2 separate regions of the Anas platyrhynchos genome follow, and region 1 is linked to region 2. A link is a contact called in public Hi-C data. All regions are on one chromosome and are shown on one strand. The core of a region is the stretch at or near the end of the contact, and the rest is flanking DNA. Distances in the headings are between cores, read along the strand shown.

Region 1 (7,688 bases), core at 3,311-5,810, 170 kb before region 2:
TCAATTCACAAATTCCTCCCACTCCCGCATTACCAAGACCTGACCAGGACATGCCTTTGTGGATGGCAGGAGATTTCTAGACCAGATGTTGTCAATCAGCATAGCTCCACTGGGTTCATCTTCAGAGCAACTACACGGCTCTACAACCTATAGCATCTGGCTCGTGGGGACTTCCTACTGACCGGAGGGCCATAAGAGGTGTCCTTATATATAATATATATCACGCACCCACCGTGGCAGGGTGCTCGGATGACTCCTCCTAGAGAAGCGCAGTCATTAACAGCTAGAGGAGGGGTCTCCATGGGAGGGATTTGCTCCAAAGACGACACATCCTTCCTGATAATGTGTTCCAGTTTCCTTTTTCCCCCCATCAACATCTGGGGTGTATTTATAGGTAGCCAATTTAGCTCAGAGATCCCACATATGGCACTGCAGCATCGCTGCATGCACTCGATAAGAGTGGGGAGAGAAACTCTTCTGGAAACGGGTGGGAAACAACCCCCAGCTCCTTATAAAAGTTGAAGAAGTCACTAACACGTGCAGAAACAACAGGAAAAAAGGAATATAACTTAGAATAAAGTGGTGCAACAGCTCTGGAAAAAAAAAGTGAAAATTATCCAGTTTGTATAAGATATTCCGAAAGCCAGTGTCAGTCCATCATGTTTTGTATTAAACCCAGATGTATATCATCTTCTCATCAAAGAGAAGTGGCTGTAGTTGTTACAGTCGGCCAGCTGGTTTTAAGCTCCCCTTTTCCCCATAGTGTAATATATCCCAGGCTCATTGGAGCTCACGTCCCATGGAATATCTTTGCAATTTGTAACCAGTGCACAATACGGCTCAGCTGTAATTTCATAAATCACCCCGGAGCCTCCGTTTAATAATAAATCTTCCGATAGCTCCGGATTGCAAGGGACCAAGCAAAGGTCTGAAAGAGGATTTTTGCCTTTCAAAGAGGGAAAAATAGATGCAAAGACATTTGCAAAATCCACAAGGGGTCAGTGTCTTGGCAGAAATCCTCCTCCAGCACTGTCGAGCACAAGCATGGTTTCAGCTCCAGGATGTTTTTAATACTCCAGGACAAGGGTAGGCTTTGTGGGGGCAGGGGGTCGCGTTGGATGTTTCTCTCCCTCCCACTCCTTTTAACGAGGAAAGGAGACAAGCAGCAGTTCTGCTTTTCTGCACTTCCCTGCTCACTTCAGCACAAGAGGCCCCTTAGGAGGGGAGCAGCCAGCCAGAGGCTGTCACCACACCTGGGGACATCAGCCTGGTTATCAGTCAGGATGGGGCAGCACCAGGTCAAGATTGACCCAGATCCACCCAGATTGCAGCCCCAGTTCAAGCAGACCATAGGGCCTGCAGGGCTTGCATAAACGTACCCCTTGCAGCATTGCACAGAGCTTGAAATAAATACCAGCCTCTTGAAGTCTTCCCCTCACTGAGAGTCACCTGAGGGAGACATTGCCAACAGCAAACCTAGAGAGAGAAGGAACAAAGCTTCCCAGCCCATCTCAACACCATAATCCCAGAGGTGCTTTGATATATAGAGTAAGAACAACCTCTTTAACATCCTCAGTCATGTTCGTTTGCAACCATATAAGAAGTAGGGTGAGCTTTGAAAGTTTCTGCTACTTCCCCCTATGCTATTTTTCTGCCTGCATAGACTTCTGTGATCATTTTGCAGATGTTTTCCATTGACTCCAGGACCACTGCTCTAAGGGGTGACACCCAGAAGCTTTACCAACCTTTGCTCTGGTTCCCTCTGAGGCATATATATATTACTGAAGCCAGCTCAGACACAGAGGGGTTCTTACAGGGCAGCACAGCTGTAGGAGCACTGCCCGTGGTCTACACGATCTGATCAGCAGCTCTGATCTCCCACCACCCCCATACTCATCCTGAAGGAAACACATTTCACAACATCCCATTAAAAGATGGACTCGTGGCTCTCTCCTACATTGATAATCCACAGTTTATGAATGTTAAGCTGAGGCACTTGTAATCCTTCTGACAATTTCAGAGTTGGCCTGGTTTTAGAGTGAATTGCTTCTTAGACAACTCCAAAATCAGCACATGGCCCCTTTTCATCTTGCTCGATACCAGCTCGTGTACGCTTTTCCCTGGGCTGTTTACTAATGCAAGAATTCAAGGACACGGCTATCAAGCCTTGCTAGAAAGGAAAATAAATATTGAGGTCAGTTCCCATCAGGGCACCACACACTTGGAGTCACCTCAGATGTTGCAGTCTCGCTGCCCAAATTACTCCACACACGCTGTGATTTAATAGGTTACTTACACCGACAGCAGCACAAATCCTGCGTATTTAAGGCCTGCCCACTAAACCCAGTGCAGGGAACAGGCTCGCTGTGGTTGGATTAAGTCAAATTTCAAGGATTGGTAAAACTGGGAAAAAGTCAGTCCCCTGATGTGTTCCCACGGATGGAGGGCTGCCCTCCTGCAGGGAAATTCTCACCCTGGAGGTTTATGTAAGGGTCCCACTGGTGCAGCCCTTGCTCTTTGTGCTGCACAACTACAGGGGGTGAGTGCAGGGAGAGGGCACCCACACGGACATGACACCTCGGTCCCCAAATTCCAGGAAAGGAGAATGCTCTCAGGCCCTGGGGGAAATAAGCACAGCTCCAGCAGTGGCTTGTGCCATGGGGAGGACCTGGATACAAACAGGTCACAGTGTGGAGTTATAACAAGTTCCTTCTAAAGCAGGGTTAGCAGGGACTGCCTGCCCATAATAGAAACATTTTATTAAATGCATGGCATCCCCTAGAAATAACACTTGCTTTCTGCCATCTCCGTTAACCTGCTTCTTGGGATTTGCAATGATTTCATCTGCAAAATAGGAGGAACTCCAAGGGGCCACTCACAACGCACAGGTCGTTCCCAGAGACAAGGGGGAAGAAAATGCAAAAAGCAGAACACTAAAAAAAAAAAAATCCCCGTCTGTCTTTTAGGTCAACTGATCATTGTTTTGATTTCGACTCCACAGCCAAGCAAAAAATTGTGAGAACGTTTTTTGATGAGAAAGTGCTGATCTAATGGAACTGCAGCAATTTGCAAGGCTGCATCTTTGTGCTAAGCTGGAGGTGAGAAACCACAAAATGGGGCATCCTTCAAACTAATCAGCTTCTAAGTTTCTTCGTGATTTTTAAAGCAGGAAAGACAAGAAATGCAGTGTTACAAGATGAAGGAATTCGTGGCTCACAAGAGCATTCTGGATGTCTTTTCTCTGGAGAAGCTCTTTGGGTGCCTCCATCCTTCCTCCAGCTCCCCACAAAGCCCTCTAGATGTAGGTCTGGTGGTGCCAGCAGCTTGGTGATCCCACTCATCAGCTCATCACCACACACACCTTGGAGCCTGGGGTCAATCAACCAACAACCAGCACCCCAATCCCAGAAGACAGGTGGATTTCCCCCTCCTGCTGCTCCCTTCCCCTTGCATTGTCTCAGTGTTCATGACAAGAAGTCTCACCACCACATCATGGTGATAATCCAAGCACCTGAAAACCTTTCTATATCCCCTTGCTGAGCCCCAAACCATGACAGATGACTCCAAGCAAAGATTTTTGCAAGGAGCCAGCTCCTTGGCTTGCCCAGAGGCTCCAGGAAGGCACCTGAGCAGTGTCACTGGGACTACGAGGACCCCCAAAGAGGCAGAGCTCTCAGAAGCAACCTAGGACACCAGTATCTCCTTCCAGCCGCCCCCTGGGACAGAGCATAGGACCTAGGATTGCTCTGCAAACACTTCACTGAGCAGACAATTATAAGAATTAGCCCTTGTGAAGTGCCAGAAGCAATGACAGCAGGGGAATCCTGTGCAGTTCACTGCGTGCAGCAGGAAGGCAGCTCGGTGGGGACTTTCCTCCTGGGACACATTTTGAGCAAAGCAGAAGAGCCTTTTTGACCATCTATGTGCAACTGGTCCTTGAAAAGCTGGAAGTGAAACAGCCGAAAAATCAGATGAGCAGAAGGAGCACGAGGGATACTTCAGAAAGGGGCACGGAGACCCCGGGGTCAGAATACTGGAGGCATTCCCACAGGATTCAGGGGATCTGTGAAGCGTCTGTAGGAAGAAAACCAGATTTTAAAAGTTTCCCATGCCAAGGACCCAGCCCCAAAAGTGGCAGGGAGCCTCCTGTTACACAGCATTGAGGAGGAGGAAGGTCTGGGGGTGGCACATTTCAACTTTTTCTCTTGGTCTTTCAAGGCCAAAGAGCAACTCCACAAAAAAGCAGACCCCTTCCCTGTGAGAACTGCCAGTACGTGAGCTTAAAGACTACACAGACCCCTAAAGAGGTGAGCAGAGAAAATGGCCATTGCAAGGTCCCACCTGCGCCTCCCTCCAGCCAAACAGCACAAAGTGAGCTTCTCCTTGAGATCCAGCACCAGGCAGGTCCAGAAACTCACATGCTTGGGATGTTTAAGAAATGATTACCATAGACCCAAAGCTATTTTTCTATTTTGAAAGAGCTGATGTGACAGAGCTGAAGCCCTTACACCACCAGCTCCCTTGGCCTGCTGTGCCTACTCAATCCCCACCATGCAATCCGGACCATCGGCTGGCTCTCAAAGTCCTCAGAAGAAAGAAAAACACACTGAATTCCCCAGCATTTGAATCACTCAAGCTTTTGCCAAGAATGGGCCTCCCTCATTACAGTTTCATAATTCTTCAGCCCTTTCAGACTCGCTCAGACACCGTTTGGGTAATAATTAACCATTGCGAGCGCTCGGTGCCTGCTCAGTTGAGATCTGCGTGTTCAAGCTTGGCAGACAAGACCTTCAAAACTAAATGCAGTGTGACGCTTATTTCTGTTGAGTATGTTGTTGTGGAATAAGGCGAAGGAAAGCAATTTCCAGAGGGTAGTGGGGGTTTTCTTCTTACCTTGCCCTCAAGCATCCTTTGGGAGCAGGAACACCCCAGCCACCATGAACTTCCCCAGGAATTGGTTGGGGCTGCAGGTCTGCATCCCAAAACCAAGCTCAGCAGCATGTCAGATACCCCTGCTGGGTATCTGGGTATCAAGGTCAGGGTTTCAGTAGGAGACCACGACACTTCTCAGAGCAGGGCTGAGATGGAGCAGCATTGAGCTTAAAAAAAAAAAAAATACAGTTCAGGCTGGAAGATCCTAGAAGCCACAGATACCGGGTGAGCAAGCCAGGGGCAAGGTGTAGCCAAAACCAGGTAGAGAAGTTTCCTTCCAAAACCTGCAGCCAGACTGCAAAGGAAGCTTTGGGGACTTTTTCCCTTTGCATGTGCTCTTCCTGCAGTGCCCGCAGACCGCAGGGTGTGCCCTGGGCATGGAGCTGGGCTCGGACCCCAGCCAAGTGACACAGCCACGCTGTTGTGATATCAAAAGGGGTCTGTGACTGTCACCGGGTTCCTGCCCCAACACAAGGCACTGGGGCCTCTGTCCCAACGACTGAGAAAGTGCCCAAACCTCCCGGATCACAATCACATCACACTGCAGCACTGGGCTCCTCCGGGAAGCAGGCAACAGGTCAGAGATGTTTATTTGGGAAAAAAAAAATCCGTAAAAGAGGCCATTCTAGGACTCTTCTAGAAAAAGGATAATCCCATTACCTGCCTGTGTCATGGGCCCACATCCACCCTTCACAGCACCTCTGGGGGATGCAGACAGCCCCACCACACACAGCACAGGGCTGTCACCTAACCTCACATCTTGTGGCACCGACATGAGATGAGGAACCCCTCAGCAAGCACTTGATGGCAGATATAGAGTGATGGTGAAACCACTGGACCCAGGAATCCCTTCCCAAGGCTGAGAACAGGATGGGGAGATGCTACCAGCCCATGGGCTCTTGCAGCTGGCACTGACTTCCCTGAGCACCAGTTCCCACTGCCAGGGCTAACACCCTCCCCCAGATGCAATCATGCCAAACAATCCCTTAAACACATCCAGATGTGATTTGGGAGGCTAAATAATAGTTCTTGATCTCATGACAATAGTGCCCAGAAGGACTTGGAAAACTCTGACAAAAAGCTTTGAAGCTTTGTGCAATGTGCCCAGGACAGTTTATTCCAAGAATTCCACACTGACAGCTCGAAGTGCTCCCTAAATCCCCACCCGACTGAGCTAACAGCCTGAGCATCCTTCCCATACCCAGAGGTGCTACTGGACCATCCATGCCCTAAACTGAACACAAAAAAAAACAGAACCAGAGTTGAGCAGCCATCCCATACCTGTGTTTTACCAGGATTTAAAGCAGAGACTGGAAACACACTGAAAAGACCTGCTAGCACATCCAGCTTTTGGCATCCTTTGTTTGTGAGCCATAGGAAACACTACACCGGAGTGCTGCCATATAAAAAAATATGAACCTAAAGCTTACAGAGGTTTTGCACCGTGCATTCAGGATTACACACGGCTGGATGCTCCTCTGGTGTTTATCTCAGCCTCACTGGTCTAGAAGCCGCACTGATGTTACCCGAGGAAGACTGCACTTAGGACATTTCCTCTATTTCCTGGTCCAGGCTGAAAAATACCGTGAGAAATATTATTCACAGAAAATATCGGTAGCTCTAATCCCTGCCCAACAGTGAACGGAAAGCAGGAGGCAGGAAAACCAGCAAGCAGCACTTCCCAAAGCTAAGGCATGGCTGATTGGGTTTATTTTTTAGCAAAGATTTTAAGGAAACATGGAAGCGAGGGACCCTGCCTGTCCATCCCCACAATTTTTGAACCCTTTACTCAATTTCAACAAAATCCACGCAAGGATGAGCAACCACAGGCTTCTCATGGGGTCTGGCACGCTCCCTCACATGCACCAAGCTGTCCCTATGCAGGGAAAGCTGCAGCAGAAACTAAATGCTTAAATAAGAATCGACAAGATCCCAGCCTTAAAACCAGAGCCTACATCTCCTCAGACAGGCAGGAAAACCTAATCCCCAGCACCACGGCAGCTGGAGCACCTCAATCCGCCTCCTCCTCAAGAAACACCTTCATTTCCCCCAAATCTTTGGCTCTGCAGAGGGGTCACATCCTCCACCCCCCCAAAAGCTCCCTGGTGCGCACGCTGCTTCTCATCCCCCTTCCCCGGGCCCTGTCTCCAGCTCTGTGCCCCAAACCAGGGCTGGCTGTGAGAGTCACGTTTTCCCCAGAAATTCCGGGAAACAGGCTCCTGCTTTTAACGAGGAGAAGGTTTTTCTGCTGACTTCCATAGCCAAGCTAATAAAAACGGAAAGCAATAAGAAATTCCAGCAGAAGGGAGGCACGGGGGGGGGGGGGGGGGGGAGGAAAGGGAAGATACCACTCTGCTCATTTGAACCTCTCCTAAATAGGAGAAGATAATTAGCCACATATATCCCAGAAAGAATAGCAACAGTATAAGCAGTTATTGGGAATGCACACTTTAAGAGCATTTGCCAAAAATGCCTGCTTTTATTAAAAAGGAATGGTTTCACAAAGGCCCAACTGTAAGAAAGGTTGTAATTTGCCCAAATAAAACTTAATTTGATCCATGAAATAGCTGTGGTTTATTGTGTAATATATGTGCTATGTGTTTTAATTTAATAGAATCCAATATAATTGTAAGCCAGTGAAGTTTCAGAGCAATTTTGGGTTGTTCCCACAGTGTATATAGTACAGATGCTACTTTGTCCATCGCACCAGCGCATTCATAAATCAGGAATATAGAGGGGATTATCCACAAAGCAGC
Region 2 (7,565 bases), core at 2,518-5,017:
GCGAAAGCTAGAAATCCAAGAGTCTTGACTTAATAAATAAAATTCCAGCCCCATTCACGGCAGTGATGTCTCAGTTTACACGGAGAGTTGACAGAGTTTTCTGCTGGCTAAGGCGCTCGAGTGAGTTACGGCGATGAAGGAAGACCCAAGAATGTTGATTAATAGATATTGCAATCTACACAACGGAGGGCCCAAATTCACATCCATCCCAGCAGCCGTTGGGGAAAGTCAGAGGGCAGGGCTGGAGTGGCAACCAGAGATTCAGCCACGGGCAGTATGAGCAGCACCCTCCCAACATCAAGCAACACTTTGTTCTCTGCAAATCCTGCCACAACTCATGTTTGAAAAACTCTAAATATCAGCACGGAGCCAATGCAGTTAGGGGCCTGGGCTGGGTGAGAAACCTTCCAACCCTCTTCCAATTCATGAGTGTTTTCGCATCAAGAGCTTCTATTACTTTGATCCTTACTCCTACCTATCCAGGTAATTTTACAGCTCCAAAGGCATATCCAACATCCTAATTTTCACTGATTGCCAGCAGTCTTGCTACTACATCACCTATGAAAGAGGTATTTTTCCATTTACACCTCAGTGATGAAAGAAAACGGAGCCCCATCTAACCCTAACAGAAATCACCTGTCAAGCTCAGCCATCCCAGCAGAGCATCCAGCTCAAGGTTACTGCAGATCACTCCCCAGAAACTCAGATGCTTATGAGGAATACTTTTTCCAATTTCAGATGAACGGCTACTTCTGGCATGATGACAATGCAATAAACACACATTTCAAAGCTACTTTCGTCACGTTCCTCTGTTGTTCGCTGGACAGTCGCCAGAAAGAATAAAAACGTTACCCAGGGGTGAGCTCTCCGAAGGCATTAGGTGCTGGAGCTCAAGTTCTCTGCTGATGGATCTAACAGAACTCACAGAACCTTAATTATGGGGATAGAAATAATTCTGAGTTCAGTGTTAGATTTATGCAAAGCAATGCAATACAACTTTTTTTTTTTTTTTTTTTTTTTAAATTAGACAAAGCAAAACACAATTAGCCCTCCAATATTGTGATTGGAGATTTCTCAAAAGAAAGAAGAGAAACCAGAACAAAAACCAAAACGCACGCTCACGGGGAGGCTAGGAACCATCAGTCATCTGTTAAATGAAACCTGTTCTTTCTTTCAGATTAGCTACTGTCTAGTGGTACATAATTAATATTGATTTGAAAGGCAGCCTGCCCAAGGGATCCCGAATAAGTGATTGTAGTACATGCTGACAAATGAAATATCATAATGGCCAGTTTACAGCATGACTTGAATGAATTTCTAACAGTAGGAGAGGTTTTCTTCCCCCCTCAGACTTCCAAAAGTCTAAATTCTAGTTTGTCCAGATTTTAAATACTGGAAAAAGGAAATTATTTTTGAAGAATCTGGAAAGTCCTATTCTGTTTTTTCAAAACCTTTAATCAGTTTTTCATGTCAAGCCTAGACTGCGCGTCTCAGTGAAGGAATTCCTCAGTGAAAGTCAGTGGACTAAACAATGGCATTAAAAACTGCATTCCTACGTGGTTTCTGTGTGCATGTTCAGTTAGCCAGAGCTCTCCCAACACAATTAGGGAAAGGAGGGCTAGAGGTCAGCGCTGGAACCTAGGATTTTAGCAACCTGATTTTCATTTCTTGCCCTGCTATGTGACTGTGCAAGTCTCCACCTTTTTGTGTCTTATTCTCATACCTGTGAAAAGAGGGTACCACGATCACCTCCCAGAGACGTGGAAAGGATAAAAGCTGAAGAAAATTGGGCCTCTGATAGAAGAGTGACTGACCAAAGGGTAGAAGACCCTCACCTTCTGCAGACAACCTTGTCTAACACACTTGTTTTCACAAATGCAGTAGAGGGACCAAACACCAAAATGTTGAGCACTTTTAACTGGAATGTTGCCTAATAAATGCATCCATTAGCTTCCTTGGAGGGAAAGAAAAACAGAGGTGGGGAAAAAAATGGTTTTTTATCCCCCCATTGAGCCTCTTCCCTCAAAGCCACACATACAGCCAATGCAGCATTTGGCTCATCAGAGGGAGTGAGACTCTGGTGAGGAGGATTGGAGTTTGGGGAGAGGAAGGAGGAAGCTCTCCATGCTCCCTTCTATCCTGCCTTTCCTCTCCTGAGCAGGGGACTCAGGGAATCGGTAGGAGCATACTTGTGGTAAGAACATCATAAAGGGATGAGTAAAAGGATAAGCCAAAAAGTGTTTGCACAAATAAATCAGCTGCTGCGTAAGGAACCTACTTACACTCTGCGCTCACAATAAAGGGCTTTCCCTCAGCTCTGCAATGACCTGTGCAAGAAGCAGCATCAGAGCTACACAGGCTTCTTACCCTGGCAAGTTCTCCACACATATTAACTCCTGAAATGAGGTTATTCTGAGAATGAAACTGAGATTCCCGGAGTAGACAGTAACATTACATAATTTAGTAGAAGCTGTGCTCATGACCAGGACAGGACCTGGACAGATTTCCTATGTTTCCATGAAACATCCCATTTCCCTCTATACAATCCTATCTCAGGAAACAAACAAAACAAAACAAAACAAAATCTATTAATTGTAGGTTCTGAGACTGAGAAGGAAATGGAAAGTTATATTAAGAAAAACAGGGGGACACTTTAAAAAAGAAAAAAAAAAAAGCTGTCACCAACTGCTAGAAGTAGATACGCGTGTATCTTTGGGGCACCCTTTAGTGCTGAAGCAAAGCTACATTTTAGAATCCCTCCTTTTTCTTCAGCTTACTTTTGAACAAGAACATTGAATTGTAGATTTGCCTGAATAAAAACATTGGGATTAATCCCAGAAATTATTAACATATCTCGATAAAATTATTTAATCTCCCTAAACTCTTTGTCTTCAAGTCCAAAACATTTTAAAGCTTACCGTGTAAATCCCAGGCTTCCGAGCATCCTGCTGAATTCAACAGAACAGAAAGTCTAAGGCATCATTAAAAATAACACATTGTTTGCATTTTTCATAAAGACATCAAGAGTATTTCATCTCTCTGAAACACGATCTCCCACAGGGAATTACGGATGAGCAAAAACAGAACAAGTGGAAGTTAAATAATTTTTTTTTTTTAAATGCCAAGAAGCCAACGGGTTAAGCTCTCAATTTATCTTTGTTTCTGCAAAGATACAACACTATTTCAGAGACATTAAGAGTAAGACCACACCTGTGTTTCTTTAGCGGTGGCCTGCTGAAAATATTTGTCAGGCATTGTGTCAGAATCCAGAGCACATTCTTTCACTTTATGATTAACCTTTAAGGAGATTATGTTGGGAAAACGCTCAAAGTGACATTCATACTAAATTAACTGCGTTCATACTGGAAAGGTTTTACCCTTGAAGTCGGCGGTGGTTTTCAAACAAAGCTTAAGCCAGCCACAGAGTACATGTCCGTAGGAAACAGAATACGGAACCAAATGCTGAGAACAAGCCAGGGACGTCTTGAAATTTAGGCAGTAGTAAATTCAATACTCCACAGAAAAAAAAATGACAGATGAGAGAAACTGACCCTTCTTTTAATAAGGTCTGGTCCTAGAGATGAGCAAATCACCTTCAGTTAAGCAAAACCTGACCAGGACCTGGACTCATGTTGCAAACAGAGCCCTTCTTCCCCTCGTCCCATAAATACCCCAAACATCTATAAAAAGTTCGGCCACCTCTGACGGGCCTGGCACTGCTCCAGCCTGTTCCTCCTGACAGGGCTCGCTCCCTGGATCCATGTCAGCTGGGGCGACTCCAGCCTCGTTTCATTGAGCGGTTATCTCAGAGACTAAAGCAAAAGTCAGAGCCTGCCTCAATCTGGGCACTTGGCCAAATCCGCAAAGACAAAGAACTTTGTCCAGCACAATGCTAATAAATGATTACACCCTCCCTTTGCAAAACATTAATTCACTTCACTCGGGGCATAGGGCTCCTTTTTCAACTCTGCAGTCGGGGTTTAAAGAAAAAAAAAAAAACAACATGTCCATTTGTGAAGCAACTGCATCAAGACCTGATCAAACCTATTTTCCTACAACCACCTTGAGCAGACTCCCTCGTCCCACACCAGTGATCAGCAGCACAAATGAAGAGGGAAGGCCAACACAGAAGTGAAGGCAATCTGCGTGTTTTGGAAGAGGCACAACAGTACAGCACAAAGGCTCGGCTGCGTTCCCTGGCTATGGCCACTTATGGTGCTGACCACAAGAAGCAGGACCCCTGAGCGCCCAGGTTCTCACCTTCTTCTGTTTCAGGACAGGTTGGGGACAGCTGTCCACCTGCCCCAGCACTCTGCGTTGGACCCTTGCCTGACCCACATGGCTGTTCTTAAACCCTGCAAAATAATGGAGCATGGGGCCAAGTCCTGCACCTCTGCTGCTCTGCTGGGGAGGATGGCAAAGCTGCCGAGGGCCGGTGCTGCTCGCTAGCAGCCATTTGGAGTGCAGAGCCTCAAAAGCTCAACAGCCCTCAAAGCCATGGGAGAGCATTTCATGTTCTTGAGCACCATCTGCTGGTACCTGGGCCACTGACACTCGCACAGCCACCTCTTAGGAGGAGCTCAGCTCCTGGGACTCCTATTTGAGAGGGAAGGACCAAGGCTTCCTCCTGCCCAGCTGCTGAGCTGCTTCCTCGCCCATCTCAGCAGTTCCCAGGCAGTGCTTTACACGTGCCAGCTGCAGGCCGATGAAGCCTCATCCTTTCAGAGGGAACATCCATAAGGGAGACAACTCCAGGGACCTGTAACAGCATTTTAATTTGGATTAAAAATGGGATTTTGGAAAATGAATGTGCCGGTTCTGTCACTTGCACTGTGGCAGTCCTGCAGTCCCACGTCGCCTGTCCCCCCATGGGGCAGCACCCGAGGTGCCCACAGAGGACTTGTCCTACCCCAAGACGAGCAGGAGGAAGAGGCAGAGCACCACGGGCCTGACCCCTTTGCCCTTCCCAAGCACGTCCCAGTCCCGCAGCCCTGTGAGGCCTGGCGATGCCTCACCTCCCTCAGCGGCCCCAGCAGCCTGCGGTTTGTGCTCACACGTGCCCCCGCAGCAGCCCAATAACCCAAGTGCCTGTAACACTGCGCAGTTTTGCCTCTGCAGTCACAACCCATTTCCTTTCTTCTCCTCAGTCTCCTTCAGGCACCCAGGCAAAGGCAGGGAGAAAGCAGGAGTTAACCCCTTCCTCAGCTCCGGCCAGGCAGTGCCTTTGTCCCGCGCTTCAGAGGTGCCCGGTGAGAGTCTGAGGCTGGGGAGGAATCGCCCTGCCCCATGCCCAGCACTGCGAGGAGCTTTAACAGGCAGTTTTAACACTACTGAACTGTTGCCTGCACTCACATTTACACCACAAGGCTGGAAGTATTTGATATTGTCTTCACTTTCATGTGAGCCGCAGCGTTTACCTGGCCAAAAGGAAAAAAAGAAAATAAATCTGCTTCTCAAAGCTATGAGGGAAAAAACGTGGCTAGGATGCAGGAGTCCAGTGCAAGAAATCAAAATTAAAAAGCCAAGGTTATTTTTCCTTTAAAATTTTTTCTGACTCAGATTTTGGAGGGCTGGTCTTGTCGATAACAGTGCTCCTGCATTGTTCAGGGCTGGTCTCAAGCCAGCATCATTTTTCCTTGAAATATGTCACAAGTCCATGATTTGAGGATGGCCATGGAGCAACCCAGTCCTCACCAAAAACGGACTGTGTCCCTCCCAAGAACAAGCACTTGCCAGAGTCTGGAGCTTGCAGGCTGCAGGATGGCATCCCAGTCCCTCTGCAAGCTTTCTGCTGCTTCCTGATGACAGTCACGAAGAGGACAAGGAAAATGACAAATAATAAATGTTAAATGTGATTCTGATACAAGGTTTTTTTTAAAGGCCATATGTTTTTCTTGTGTGATTCGGAATGAAATTTGGATTCCCTGTCCAAAGCCATTAAGATAAAAGACCTGTGATCCCAAATTAACAGCTGTTGACCAGTCCCCATGCAGAAGGTTTCACATTTCCGTGATAAAGACGATGATCAGTTTAAAGATTTAAACCCTGTGAACTCATAGGATGGGGATTTTCGTGAACATCCTTGCCTTTGCAGAGTCCCAGTTTCTCTTCCTGTGCTTCTGTTTTTCTATACTGCTCTACAGCCGTTTACTTCTGCCCTTGGAACGCAGCTCGCTGGCAGCTACTGTTAATGCATTCGTCAGGAGTCTGTAAACTCCAGATGGGAGCATGGGATTAATTCGTGTATGTGGCTCCGAAAGCATCTGATATTCACAAACATCTGGGATTTCTGCAGTGTCCTTCAGTGCAGAACTTTTCCACCACCAAACGGCAAAACTCAGCTCTCTTAGGTAAAGGAGAAACGGCAGGGCCAGTAGGTCTTGGTATCCCTCTTGAGTTTTTGGGTTTTGTTTTTTGGGTTAATCAGAAAGACTTTACACTGAGTAAATATTTGGACTTTAGAGGCTTTCCTTCTTTGTTGAGTGAGTTCTCAATCCATGGACTTTCTGTGATTGTTTCTGTCAACATCAGGGATTTGTGCTTTTTCTTTTTTTAATCAATTCCAAAAATCCTTGAAAAACACTAAGACAAAGGCATGACTCACATTCAGAATTTCCTGTTGAATTTTCATGTGTTTTTTTGTTGTTTTGTTTTGTTTTTTAATGACCAGGATGTCATTGGACAGCTTGTCCTAAAATAGACTGATTACAATAATTGTAAAAAGACCAGGGATGCCAAAGCTTTAAAGCAGCAATTTTGCTTTATGAGCCCCTTTTGCCCGCGCTGCTGTGACTGGAGGCCCCAGGGCGATCACTGGGACTTTTGCAGGTAGAGGATTCCCAGAAATTGGCCTTACAGAGCCCGTTCTCACTGAAGACTGACAAAGCAGTTCGTGTAAGCTGTGAACTGATAGAAAGACAAAGTCAGAGCCACGAGAGAAGCAGTGTTGGGGCTCTGCCACCCACCATCACCTGCGGGTCTCCGTTAGGGCTGTGAGCTCTCCTCTCTTCAGGGTACAGCAGGATCCAGCCGGGGTATGGTCTGTTTGCCCCCTGCTTGCAGAGGAGGGTGCTGAGCAGGCTCTCTCTTCCTTCCCCCTGGCTGTGGCTCCATACCTCCCAGCGCAACAGACACAAAGCGAGGACAATAAACCCGTAAATTGCAAGCGCAATTTAATGCTAAAAAGTTCTTCTGAACTGCTAGTGGCAGGAAAGATGAAGATAAATGGGAAGGAAGCGCACTAGGAAAATATTAAACAGCGAGGAAGTGGTTTGGGATGGCACTTGGAAGGGTCCCAAGAGCATGTGCCTGACGGCAGGTTTCTCCAGAGCCCTTCAGAGCAAGGAAGTTACGGCAATTACGCTCCTTACAGGCACATGAGCTGCGAGAAGTGAATTTTCAGTCTTTCCTCGAGCTCTCGCATTCATCCAGAGCATTTCTCTCTTTGAAAAACGTTCTGTTTTTTCATCAGACAAGGGAGCTTTCTGCTAACCAGAAAGACTGAATGCCATATGCTCCATAAATCCACTGTGATAATGTTGATGATCTGTTAGTTATTTCATTAG

The links. Hi-C and Micro-C count contacts between places; a contact is called where the count stands out from the background.
Region 1: a contact with region 2 is called in a Hi-C map of skeletal muscle, with 3 times the contacts expected there. The contact joins two enhancer-like sites. A contact is called at or near these places in 2 of 8 Hi-C or Micro-C datasets (skeletal muscle and subcutaneous adipose tissue).

The regions. Positions count from the first base shown.
Region 1 is chr11:23,228,508-23,236,195 of IASCAAS_PekinDuck_T2T, reverse strand. No RefSeq gene overlaps it. Among named protein-coding and RNA genes, the nearest start is that of SMAD6, 41 kb to the right of the region's middle. Within about 2 kb of position 4,560, at least 1 of the 8 cell types and tissues checked has an H3K27ac peak or open chromatin away from gene starts, as enhancers often do.
Region 2 is chr11:23,054,138-23,061,702 of IASCAAS_PekinDuck_T2T, reverse strand. The region is part of intron 2 of LOC101789951 (a long non-coding RNA gene); the gene reads right to left. Among named protein-coding and RNA genes, the nearest start is that of LCTL, 34 kb to the right of the region's middle. Within about 2 kb of position 3,767, at least 2 of the 8 cell types and tissues checked have an H3K27ac peak or open chromatin away from gene starts, as enhancers often do.